Regions from separate parts of the Bombyx mori genome. Here region 2 is linked to region 1. The links are chromatin contacts, called in public Hi-C maps. All regions are on one chromosome and are shown on one strand. The core of a region is the stretch at or near the end of the contact, and the rest is flanking DNA. Distances in the headings are between cores, read along the strand shown. Region 1 holds the start of LOC101738852 (G1/S-specific cyclin-D3). Region 2 has its middle 26 kb from the start of LOC134199968.

Region 1 (5,881 bases), core at 1,247-3,746:
CAACGCAACATGCTATTCTATTGCAGTTATTACGTTTCTTATCGATCACGGACCGTTTCTTTAAAGTAGGTTGAAGTTGTGGTTCTTAGTCAAAGACCGATTAAGAATATCATTGTCGTTAAACGTGTAGGTATGAAATGAAAACGTCGTGTGTGTCAAGAATACGTTTGATTGTTATGTGTGAGTAGAGATTCAGTAAAAAACTGGTAGGTAAGGACACAAATAGAGATAGTTATGTGTGGCGGTTGATGTATGGACATAGTACGTTCCCTGCATAGTTTCGCACGGTGTCGTTGTAACGCGACTCCGGGCCTCCGACGAGCCGACTCAAATGGTCCCACATACTTTGTGAACGCTTATTCTCGGTCTCACCGGTTCAACACAGTCATTGTAGATATTGAAGTCGATTAAGTCATTGTGAGAACACTACGTCCATTGTTTTAGATATTTATCAATGAAATTAAGTTAAGGTTGAAGGTTGAAGGTTGAAGTTGGAATTGGGCTGCATATTAAAATTGCAACATTCCAGATTTTGTATTCCCGTGAGGTTGTTGAAGTTTTGATTGAAACTTTATAAATATGTAAGTCAGAATTATTTGAAAATTAAACGTTAAAGTCTAAGATGTCATTGACCTTACAGTCGTGGAGGAACGATTCGGTCTGCTTGTGCTGAAATGTTGGTATGCGACTTGTTTAGTTGTAGCCACGAGGTGCCGGTAACTTGGTCGCGCATGCGCCGTCGCGCCGCCATGCCATAGCAGCGCATTCATTGAATGACGTCAGCGCGCACCGCCGGCGCAGAGTTAGTCGCTTGAACACGTGGACTTTTAAACAGCTGACTAGGTAATACTTTTCGTAAGCCGGTATCGTTCTCTCCTAACTTATCTACTTTATACCTATTTAAACTTAATCTCATTAATCTAAGAATTCTAAACGAATAAACTATAATAATATAGTAATGTATCTTTGAACGCATATTAAAAACGAAGATGATCGTATGTTAAGATTGTTCGAATATTGAACTAGATGTGTTCCAACGAGTTCAATCATATACGCCCTGTCAATTATTTATTTTGTATCAACGATAAGTGCGCAACGGAGCGTCAGCTGTGTGCGTGTCAAAATCAGCTGATTATTCAAATAGAACGAGCACGGAGTCGCATCGGTCGGCGACCGCGCCCGCTCGCGCTACGTACAGGGGCCCCTCGGTTCTCATCGCTCCAGTCACCTCGCAGCTAACTTGATATCAATGTACCTACCTTCGCTTTGCGAACATTATGAGCCTTTTTGTTATAGAGTAGGTATTTATTTTGTCATTATTCCACTGCACTCGGTTAAGTGATTAGTTAATTAATATTTCCTACTAGCAAAAAAAGAATAAAAAATCTTATAAGAAACTACTGATACAAGAATGCAATCAGCTGATCATGTAAACAACGTCACAGTTTCTAGTGAAATTTGGTAACCCGAAATCTGATTTTACAAACGTTGATAAACTAGATAGTGAAAAAACCTTTAGTACCTAGTACTTATTTCGAATCATAAATGGAACACTGAATGATAGGCACAGACATGAACTCGACGGATATTGAGTTGGAAGACAGTGCGACTTAGTTCTTACCGATATGGTAACTGTTTTAGGGAGCATACGAAATCATTGATGTGGATGTCATGTCCAAGACTGGAGTTACCTACACGTGGCTGGGAAACGAGACAAAATGGCGTTCAGCGGCACGAGTGTTGGTTTGCGGGTGCGGCATGCGGCGCGGGTGCGCTCACCTCTAGCATCCACTCGGCGACGAGACGGCGCATGTGAGGTGTGATCTCGGTCTGCACAGTGCCGAAGTAGTTAGCGGTGACGGCATAGCGCTCCTCGGTCCGCAGCAGGTTGTCGAGCACGCGGCGGCGCAGCAGCACCGGGTCGGGTGCAGCAGCTTGCGGCAGCCGCGGTGCGCCCTCGCCACTGCCGGGGCTGACGCGTTCCGCGCACAACAGCTCCATGTTTATCCGAACGGTCACGTACGCGTCGCGAAGGATATGATTTGTTCTGCGCGGAGTGCTCGACAGCTGATCGGTCGGGAGCGAGCGCCGGAGTGTTGCACGTAGTGTTGCGACAACGACGAGCGCCCGAGTCGCAGTGAGCGGCCGGTGCGAGACTCGCCCGCCGACCGAACATAATAATATGATCGGAGCGGCGCGGCGCGGGGGCAGGGCGGTGCCAGTGAGGCCCGCACGCAGGTTTCTCCCATTCGACGGCGTCCAAATAATAATACATAACATATTTCTTGCTCACTCACATCTCACTCCAACTTCCAAGTCTCGTTTTTTTCTTTCTATTGACCGCTCCAGGCTCAATTACATTATGTAATTAAAATTAAACAATGTCATGAAAATTTATTGTAAATGGTAGAAATAGACCTACAGTTTGAAAATCAAAAAGTACGAGATCTTATTCTTTATTCAATTCAAAATTTAACATTAAACTTATTTAAGCTCTTCAAACCATTTCTTTTTTGACAACTAATATGCAATACCTATTATCAAAATTTCATCTTCTCGTTTCATTCAACTATTAGAATTTGAATTGAATCATCAGTGTTGCCGCATTTTTCGACAACAGTTTTTTTTATATGTCAGTACTATCGCTGTATGTCAGTACAGAGTTGGTCAATATACCTTTTTTTGTATGTTTTTATTCTTCAATTCGTTTTCTTAATTGCACAATTTTATGGTTCAGTCTACCATATTCTTGGAACGACTGTGTTCTTCTCTATCTACGGCCGAATCGCCTCATTACCTAGGGGAGTTTTTTAACTTCAGTGGGTAAAGTCCCTTTCAACAAGAAACGTTTAAGTACAACCTCTCATTTCTTAAAAAGAAACTGTCTAAGATCTACTTGTTTCTGGAGTACATTTTAATTTTACATCAATATATGTACTTAATTCAGTTTACGTACCGATTTGGACCAAACTTTATGGCAATTCACAAGATGCAATATAACGCTTATAATATTAGTCTATTACCATCTATCTGCGGAATAAAAGTTACTTTTCGCGATTAATTGAAACGGATTCAGGTTTTCGACCCGAAAATCAGTGGCAGAGCCGCAATCGTGGTAAAAACTTAATAGCTTTTTATGTGTCTGGTATCCATTGATTTTAACTATCCGAAGTTAAAGAAAAAATAAGGAAAATATCGCTTTGAAATTTTAGTTAGTTTAATTTCAATTTTCAGTCAGGGTTGGATTAAGCAGTAATTTTAATACTGATGACAAATACCGATATGAGATTTCATTTATCTTACAATTTATCACACATTTTTAAAATGAACCTATTCTATATAACAATGTTGATAATTTAGTAAAGACCTTTTCTCCTCTTTTCGTCAACCTATTTTCTTTTTGTTTAGTATAATTTTAGTTTAAATTAAATTTGGGAACAACTAGCTTTTTTCACGCCTTTACACGAAACAATTATTTTTTACCGACACGCTGGTAGCCTAAGAGGCTATTCTAGCTACGCCCGGACGGTGAGCTCACGGGGTCAACCTGATAGAATTTGCTAAAGCAAGCCCTAGCGAGAGCAGTGCGTAGCATATTCTACCACTTGATCGGAATCGCGACCCACTGAGAAGATCCGGCGAGAAACTCAGTTGACCGTGTCTCCAGATTAGTTCGCTCGTAATCGACGAGCTCGACGAGGACGGTAACCGGTGCTTGAGGGTCCTAAAAGCACCGAGAGTGAATCCGGGGGATCTGACAAGATCTATGTTTCGGGCGACTATGCGTTGCCCCGTCGCGGCCGGATAAAGGCGAAACAATGCTGAAATTACATAAAGTGAATTTAGATCTTGAGATGACAGTTGATTAAAAACGAATTTACACCATGCATAGTCGTTTTAAAATAAATTAATCACTCAGATAGAATGGTATTATAAATATTAATTATGTTCTCTTACTTTTAATTTCTCAGTAATTGGTAGAAAACAATAAATTTACATGACGCTAAATATCGTACAAGTTTTGCGCTACATTCCACCAATTTGATTGCAAAAAACCGTTCTAAATCCTCTTTGGTGGCGGGCTGTAAAAGGTCGATCAACTATTTCGCGGGCGTTTTTGTTAAATCATAGCAAATTTCTAATTCAAAAATGCACCCAAAATACTTGGTGATTACAATAGTTTTTAACCACATCGCTTGGTCGAATTTATAAGAAATCTTAACGAGGAATTGGAAATAACATACTTTAAAAAAAAATAGATATGTATTTTTCGAATCCACAGGTAGCAGCGCAAGGCACGGTTAGTGAAGCAAGTTTATAATTTTTATTAGGAAATACGAACATTGTAGAACTCGTTGTATGAAAATGGTCAAATTCTTGAGTAGTCTGCGACCATGGTGACGTTCCTTTGGAAATCAACAGCCAATATATATTTACTTCGTATTCTTAGTCCGCACTAATGCGATGAACTGGCATTGAAAATGTTGAGAATTCCTGTTCTAAAACGGTTTTTTTGAAGGGGAACGTGTTGCGATGTATTGACTGGGCTTAACTTAGACTTGGTCAATGCTATGGTTGCAGGGCCGAATGCACAGGAAGTGCGCTATAACTCAGCGCCATTAATCATCGACTGCCCGGCTTCCATCAATAGACCTCGCGAGTGCGAGGGTGACACTTTTATTGTTTCACCGAATTTTTTTGCAGCGGATACGCTTGTGGTCGTGTTCAAAATAATGTAAGGCCCTAATTTTATTCACGTCTACGTGCATAAAACAGATAGAATTCTGTTTACATGTACGTATGCCACCCACCTTGATAAATTATAATGGTTGACCATTTTAAATATGGAATGTATGACTGCTTCGCGAAGTACCTATGTATATAGATAGGAAGGTGGAATATGTCCGTAAGGGCAGACAACGAGTACTACCATCATAAAAATATCCATTTTTAATTGAAATATAGTTTTAAGAATTTGTTCCCTTTTGTTTTTGGAATATGGGCACCACTTTAGGTTGTCAATTTTAGTGTACTCCTCATAAACCATTTATTGTATTTGTTGCCTAACAATAGTGATCTAAATAGTACCTTATACGAAAACATTGAGAACGTGAACACATAATTGGGTTGTGAGTTGTGAATTGTTATTTCCGCAAAAAAAAAAAAACAAAGAAAGGCTTTGAGTTATAATAGGCACAGAAATATTTTAGACCTTTGACCGGATACGTTTTTAGTTCCTTGCCTGTATTGAAATGAGCAGAACAATGAACAGAATTTCAAAACACGGCAACAACGTGCTGTTACTAGTGCGAGCGGGACATCGTCCTTTCTTAGAAGTCCGACACAGCATATTGTAGTATAGTCACAGTTGCTGAGATTACGTATGCTTTATTTTAATGCCATAACCGTAAAACACAATATTAATATAAAAGTAATAATTTAATTTTTTTTAACGATTTAGAGAAACTTAAATTTCAATAAGTATGTACCAAATTAGACTGTGACACATATTCGTAAATTTTATAGGTCTTAAAATACTTTTCAACACTGAAGGTGTATGAACGTCTGTTGTGTTCTAATTCAATACAAACATGCATTAATTTCGTATCAACATAAAATACTGCTCTAACACTTAATTCCCTTAAGTTTTGGGAATTTATTGTGGGCCCAGCAACATCGAATGGAACGCGGCGAAATGGAATGCAACCGGGACTGTTGGTCGGCCGAACCGCTACTAAAGGTAATAAGTAACTTAAGTATGCTTATAGGCTCTCTGTATAATGAATAAATAAAATTTGAAATAAGTACAGCGAAAAATAACAAAAAAGCAAGCTCCTTTTGATAAAAAGTTTTACAGCTTTTTAATACGCCGCGTGTTTTG
Region 2 (5,881 bases), core at 2,077-4,576, 38 kb after region 1:
CAATTATCACGACAATGTTAATTTCAACTTGTTAACTTGGAATATTTGTGTGATTTTGTAAGTTAATCAAATACACGTAATAGTATAGTAAATTGTTTTGTTTTGCTTTCTTTTAACCATCAGTATCGGCAATGTTTTCACCGATTTCTGTAAATCTAAACCAGCATACTATCAATGTTAATGTCATTTCCTACACATCCGAGTAGACTTATGTGAAGTTTTTTGCAACCCGATCCTTCGATACGATGCAGGTACTTTTTGAAGAAACCTGTATAGTAAATATTTGCGTGACCCAGAAGCTGAGAGACTCTCGCTCAAGATTCACCCAGTCCGCGACGACAAGGCGAATCCCTCGACACTGCAGACTGGCAGATGATGATGATGATGATGATGATCGATGATGATGATGTCCGCCTAGACCGGTACGACGGTATCTACTCGTGTGGGCTCACAAACATAACTAAAAAACTTTTTTCACACTAGATAACGTTTCGATTATGCATTAGCAAACCTATTAATTTCTTTTAAAAAAGCGATATAATAACTAAGTAAGAGATGAGAACAAGATCTTAATGTTAGTAATTTTCGGCACGATATGCCCGCGGCCGCTTAGAGACACCTTAAATTGTATTATTTATAATGATTGCCTTGTGTGATGATTATCTAGTTAAATATTAAAGCGTAAGCTTACTATAGTTTCAGTAATTTAAATTGAAATGTTTATGTTACTAAAATAATTGTAGATAGAGATAAGAGACATAGTTTTTTTTTAAGCATGGGGATTTTTTTTATTTTTGCTGGCTGGGTAGCCTTAGGGGCTATTCCAGCTACGTCTGGACGGGTAGGTCAGCTCACGGGCTCAACCCAAGAGAATTTGCTAACACTAGCCCTAGCAAGAGCAGTGCTTTGCAGAAACTACCACTAGATCGGAATCGCGACCCACTGAGCAGATCCGGCGAGAAACTCAGTGGGCTGTGTCTATGGGTTAATTTACTCGTCGAGCTATTCGTCACAAGCGACGGGTTCGGCGAGAACGGTGACCGGTGCTTGAGGTACCTAAAAGCACCGTTAATGGATCGGGAGGATCCGTAATAACGTGTTTAGGGCCAGGGGGCATCGCAATATAATGTATGTACGTAAATTATCTTAATATAAATACAAAGTAACTGATGGTACAAGGACTGGTGAGTCCGTGCGGATAGGTACCACCACCCTGCCTATTTTTGCCGTGAAGCAGTAATGCGTTTCGGTTTGAAGGCTGGGGCAGCCGTTGTAACTATACTTGAGACCTTAGAACTTATACCTCAAGGTGGATGGCGCATTTAAGTTGTAGATGTCTATGGGCTCCAGTAACCACAACTAATGTCAGATAGGCTGTGAGCTCGTCCACCCAAAAAAGAGCAGCTGATCGAGATGCTTCTGTTTGTGTCCTGTGTCTCTGTTTGTCATCGCACCACCCACCACCGAAGCAGAGTTCGCGACCATGCCTTTTGTACTTTGTTTTTATTACAATGTCTTAACCGACGTAGAGATTCAAGGAATTGTTGGGCAACGTCGTTACCTTCAGTATCTAGAACGAACTCCATTACCATGATATGTACACTTCGGTCAACAGCTGCTATTGTTGATCGAAGCATGTACATTTTCAATCGAAGCTTGAAACAGAGCTGTCAGCGTTGAAGGCCGGTTGGGTGACCACACTCGTGGCATTACTGTAGTCCATACCTAATAATTTAATATGATCATTTTCCTTACTGTACATTATAAATCCTCAACGTAAAACAATAATTGCTGACGACAGCTTTCGCCTACAGTTTCTAATGCCTTAATGTAGATACTTACATGTAATAACGTAAGCTAGTGGTCGCCTGGTAGTCGGTATTCGACTATAATTAATTGAAATTATAAGTTTGTACACTATTGAGATTCTATTTTCAAAGACTATTTATTATACTTCTATAATCACAAATTTCGCCAAGACTACACTATAGAAAAATATTAATAAAGACAAACAATATTTAATATATTTTCAATTTGACAACAGACTTCAAAAGTTTGACAATAAATAAATAGTATGAATGCGTGTGTGCGTCAAATACATGATAGTGTGTGTAATGTTTTCTTTATTGATTTAATGTATTACAAATGCATAATTTTAAAGAAATATTAGCATTGTGCACTTCTTCTCTATATTCTCTATAAGTGTGGATAATTTCATACTCCTCCGTCCGCGCAATTTTCGTACAAAGGGATACAAAGTTTTTGCTTCACGTATTAATATATAGATAATATATAGATCCATAGTTTAGTCTTTGTTGTCCAAATTGAAGTATTCATTGTGTTGGCTGAGATTCGGACCAATCAGGTCTCAAGTCGTGATTCTTGTTTGTTAAACTAATGGCGAACAAAAAGAAAACTTGCCATTAACTTTGTTCAGGCCAACGTCTGCTGATTCAAACAATTTGCACGCATGAATACAAACCGTCTTAGGTATCTATTTTTATTGTAACTAGTTTTTATTTTCGTCTGAATACCTACAAGTTCGGTCGCAATAGTACAATTTTCAATGTCATTAATTCGTTTCTTTTCCGACGGAGAGCACGGATAATTTATATTATAATTTAAGCGTCATTGAAGAGTCATTGACTCTTAGCTCTAGGTGAGCGTTGTATGATCGCTGTAAGTGCGTTAGACGATGGAGTAATTAGCGAGATGGCGCCATATGGTACGTCGGGGGGGTCGATCCTCGAGGGATCCGCACATGTAACCCACGCGACACATCGCTTCGAAAAATGGTGCTCCGATAAAAAGCAGTCACAGTCGGAAGGCGTGAGAACGTCGACACGTGGCCACAGCGCCAGACGCTAACTCATTCATACATTTGATTCATAAATTGTGTTCTCGTTTCGAGGGCACATAAATAAGCGAGTTTGTGTAAGCAACCTAAATAAGATGATGAAATCACCGATCGATATGTCGTTTTAGTAAAGCTTTGTCGAATTGTCGAATTATCAGTGTTATTTCTAAACATTTATTGAAGGCACGGGATTATGTATTTAAATATTTTATCCGGACGATCCTCAAAGTATCATAAATACTAATTGACATTTGACTTGGCAATGCAACATCTCGCAATTTTATAATGTACTTTATTCGCGTTTGTAAAACATGTAAGTAGCGGCGCCCCGCACACTATAAATCAAGGACGATTGGGGTCGGGCCGGACGAGAGTTATTTTTGAAATTGCGTGCACAATATTAAGTGTTTAGGTGGAATATGATAATTGCGGCGGCGAGAGAGGCGCCGTAAGCTGACACCGACTATGGGATTACAGAGCGGTCGCCGCGGGAACGCCCGACCGACTCTCCCGCCTCGCTCGCATCGTCTTCTTACGCTTCAATACATGCACTGACTTTTTATTCCCAAGAAAAAAAACAAAACTTTTACTTAAAACGGTTTTACCGAAAACGCACTGTTTTCAAACCAGTGACGATTTTCAGTAATAAAACTGAACAATCACAACAAAGCTATTATTAAAACCATAAATATTTCCGATGTTACAAATTAACATTATGTTTTTTTTTTGTGGCCGCCTTTGGAGGTGGCCGCGGACAGGTACATGTTATGAGGGTGCAGAATTCCTTGAATGGCCAGTCTATTATCATCGAAGACATTCAATTTTATATTTTAGATCATAACAATAAGGTTTATTTTTATAAAACACATTGAGGAATTTCAACTAAAATATGATCATAAATGCAAATACACTATGAACTTTATGGTATAGAAATAAGGTAGTTCATTGATCGAACCTCACGTTGCTTAGGTCAACAAAGGTACTATCAATCAACGAGGCGCCATTGAGGGTTGGACGCGGCTCGTGAGAAACAGTAAACACTTACCAGGTTTATCAGATATAATTTTTTTTCGCTCAGCGGCAGGTCCGGTCAATTAATGGATTGTATCGTTACTAAGATGCTGCTTAGCCTCAGATAGACTAATTATTCATACAGAGTTTGACGGGCATGGTATTATTACCAATACGATTCATCTTTACTGAGGAATGCTGTCGTCCTATCATTGGCCTTCATTATTAATGGAAACCGTCACATGTTTACGGACCAACGTGTATATAATTGTTCAATGTCTAGTTCTTGAAGAACATATAAACTTATAGAGATATGAATCATTTAAAAATTGAGAATTACGTTGATAATTCGTTTCGTGTTCATTGAAGAATGTGTGTAGGTAGACTGGATTGACTTGTTCCGTTTTATTGATTTGAAGAGCCGTGAGGCTCTAAGCGTTTTAGAATTGAAGACAAATATTTGTCGGGGGTTGTGGTCTGGGCGGTCTGTCTCGGGCCCGGCGCACATGTGCGCATAAAAAACTGTGTTGTGTGTAGTATGTGGAGGCCTCGTGTTGACAGTGCGCATAGCTAGATGCGACAAAGCGGTGCGCCGCCGACCACCCTCCTGGAGTACTCGCTTCTTATCAATTCAACTATCACTGTCTCCTGACACATACCTCACTGTCTGCTGGTACAGGATAGTGAACAGTTTAAATATATAAATAATTCGAAAATGACCTTTTCATTACGTGCTAAAAAATCGTGCTTCAGATATACGTGGATAATGAATATGTCTAATACATGTGCCATGAATAACCCTGAAATGGTCAGTCTTGTGATACCACCACTCTATAAGTTAAATAATTAAAGTTCCATAATTTACAAACAAATGAAGTAAACATTAAGAGCATTCCAATGGAACAGAAAATGTCGTGAGAGAGCGTTATCGTAAAGGAAGCTCATCTGTTCTTCTAAATATTTAATTTAGTTGGAAAACGCGTGAGAGAACCGTTGGGACACGTCCCGGGTCTTACAACCGCAATCGTAATGGTAAATCCTACTGATTAGATATCATCCTTGGGAACTGACAACAAAATTAAATAGACGAACATATTTTCTTGCGCGCACATTCTCGTCTAGTTTTTTTAACTATATATAGATAGACTTGTTCAGGGCCCACCTAATATGAAATGGTTACCAGAGATCACAGACATCACAGAGTTAAGGCCACCACCCGGCTAGAATCGCGAGGTTGAAGACTCAATAGTATTTTAATTCGGTTCAGACGAAACGATTGCTTTGCGGCATTTAGATAAGTACCGGGTTACAACAGGCCTTACTAACAGCAAAACGAAGGGCAAGGTATATAGGGTACTTAGCCATAATTTTTCGAAACAATTAATCTAATTTTAACAAAACGGTGTATTGTTGGGACCGCGCCATAAATATGTTTGTGCATTTTATGTAAATTGTTGAAAGATTTATCTGGTAGGTAGTTGGCTGTGCCCTAGCTGAGGTCCACGAGCGACAGTAACCATTCACCACCAGACGAGCTTTATGCCCACCTGTCTTCTGCAGCAATTTTTTTTTGATGAATATTCCTAATGCCAATTCCATTTACTTAAAAAACCGTTATTATCCCCATTTTGACTAATTGATTGATTACAAAGAATGTCTTATTAAATACCTACGTAATTACATAGTACATTTTTGCATTTTCTTATATAAATATTATTCGATGCTGTGATACTGACTGTACACACATAAATGTTCAATACGTTTTCGGAACAAATTATACATAGGTTCGTACGTCAGCATTGTTACAGTTTGCTAGTTTTTTCTTTGTGTTTTACATCAAATTTAACCCTGAGGTAATTAACTGGGCTCAAAACCACATAAATGGAGTATTGTTACAAAACAAGTTCCATAGGTATATTTGAAGAATTCAAACATAAATATCAAAAAGACTCGCACTAAAAAAACATTAAAGGAATGTAAAAACATCGACTAATTAATTGATAGAACATTTCT

Evidence for each region. Hi-C and Micro-C count contacts between places; a contact is called where the count stands out from the background.
Region 2: a Hi-C map of whole pupa shows a contact between it and region 1, with 1.4 times the contacts expected there. The contact joins the enhancer-like site here to the promoter of LOC101738852 in region 1. A contact is called at or near these places in 3 of 7 Hi-C or Micro-C datasets (all in whole pupa).

Annotation. Positions count from the first base shown.
Region 1 is chr13:6,543,074-6,548,954 of ASM3026992v2, forward strand. LOC101738852 (G1/S-specific cyclin-D3) reads right to left here and starts at 2,497. Exons shown (of 5, transcript XM_004927873.5): 1 at 1,780-2,497. The coding sequence starts at 2,280. LOC134199969 (a long non-coding RNA gene) reads left to right here and starts at 696. Exons shown (of 2, transcript XR_009974674.1): 1 at 696-843; 2 at 1,642-2,502.
Region 2 is chr13:6,580,000-6,585,880 of ASM3026992v2, forward strand. No RefSeq gene overlaps it. Among protein-coding and RNA genes, the nearest start is that of LOC134199968, 26 kb to the left of the region's middle. Within about 2 kb of position 3,327, at least 6 of the 8 cell types and tissues checked have open chromatin away from gene starts, as enhancers often do.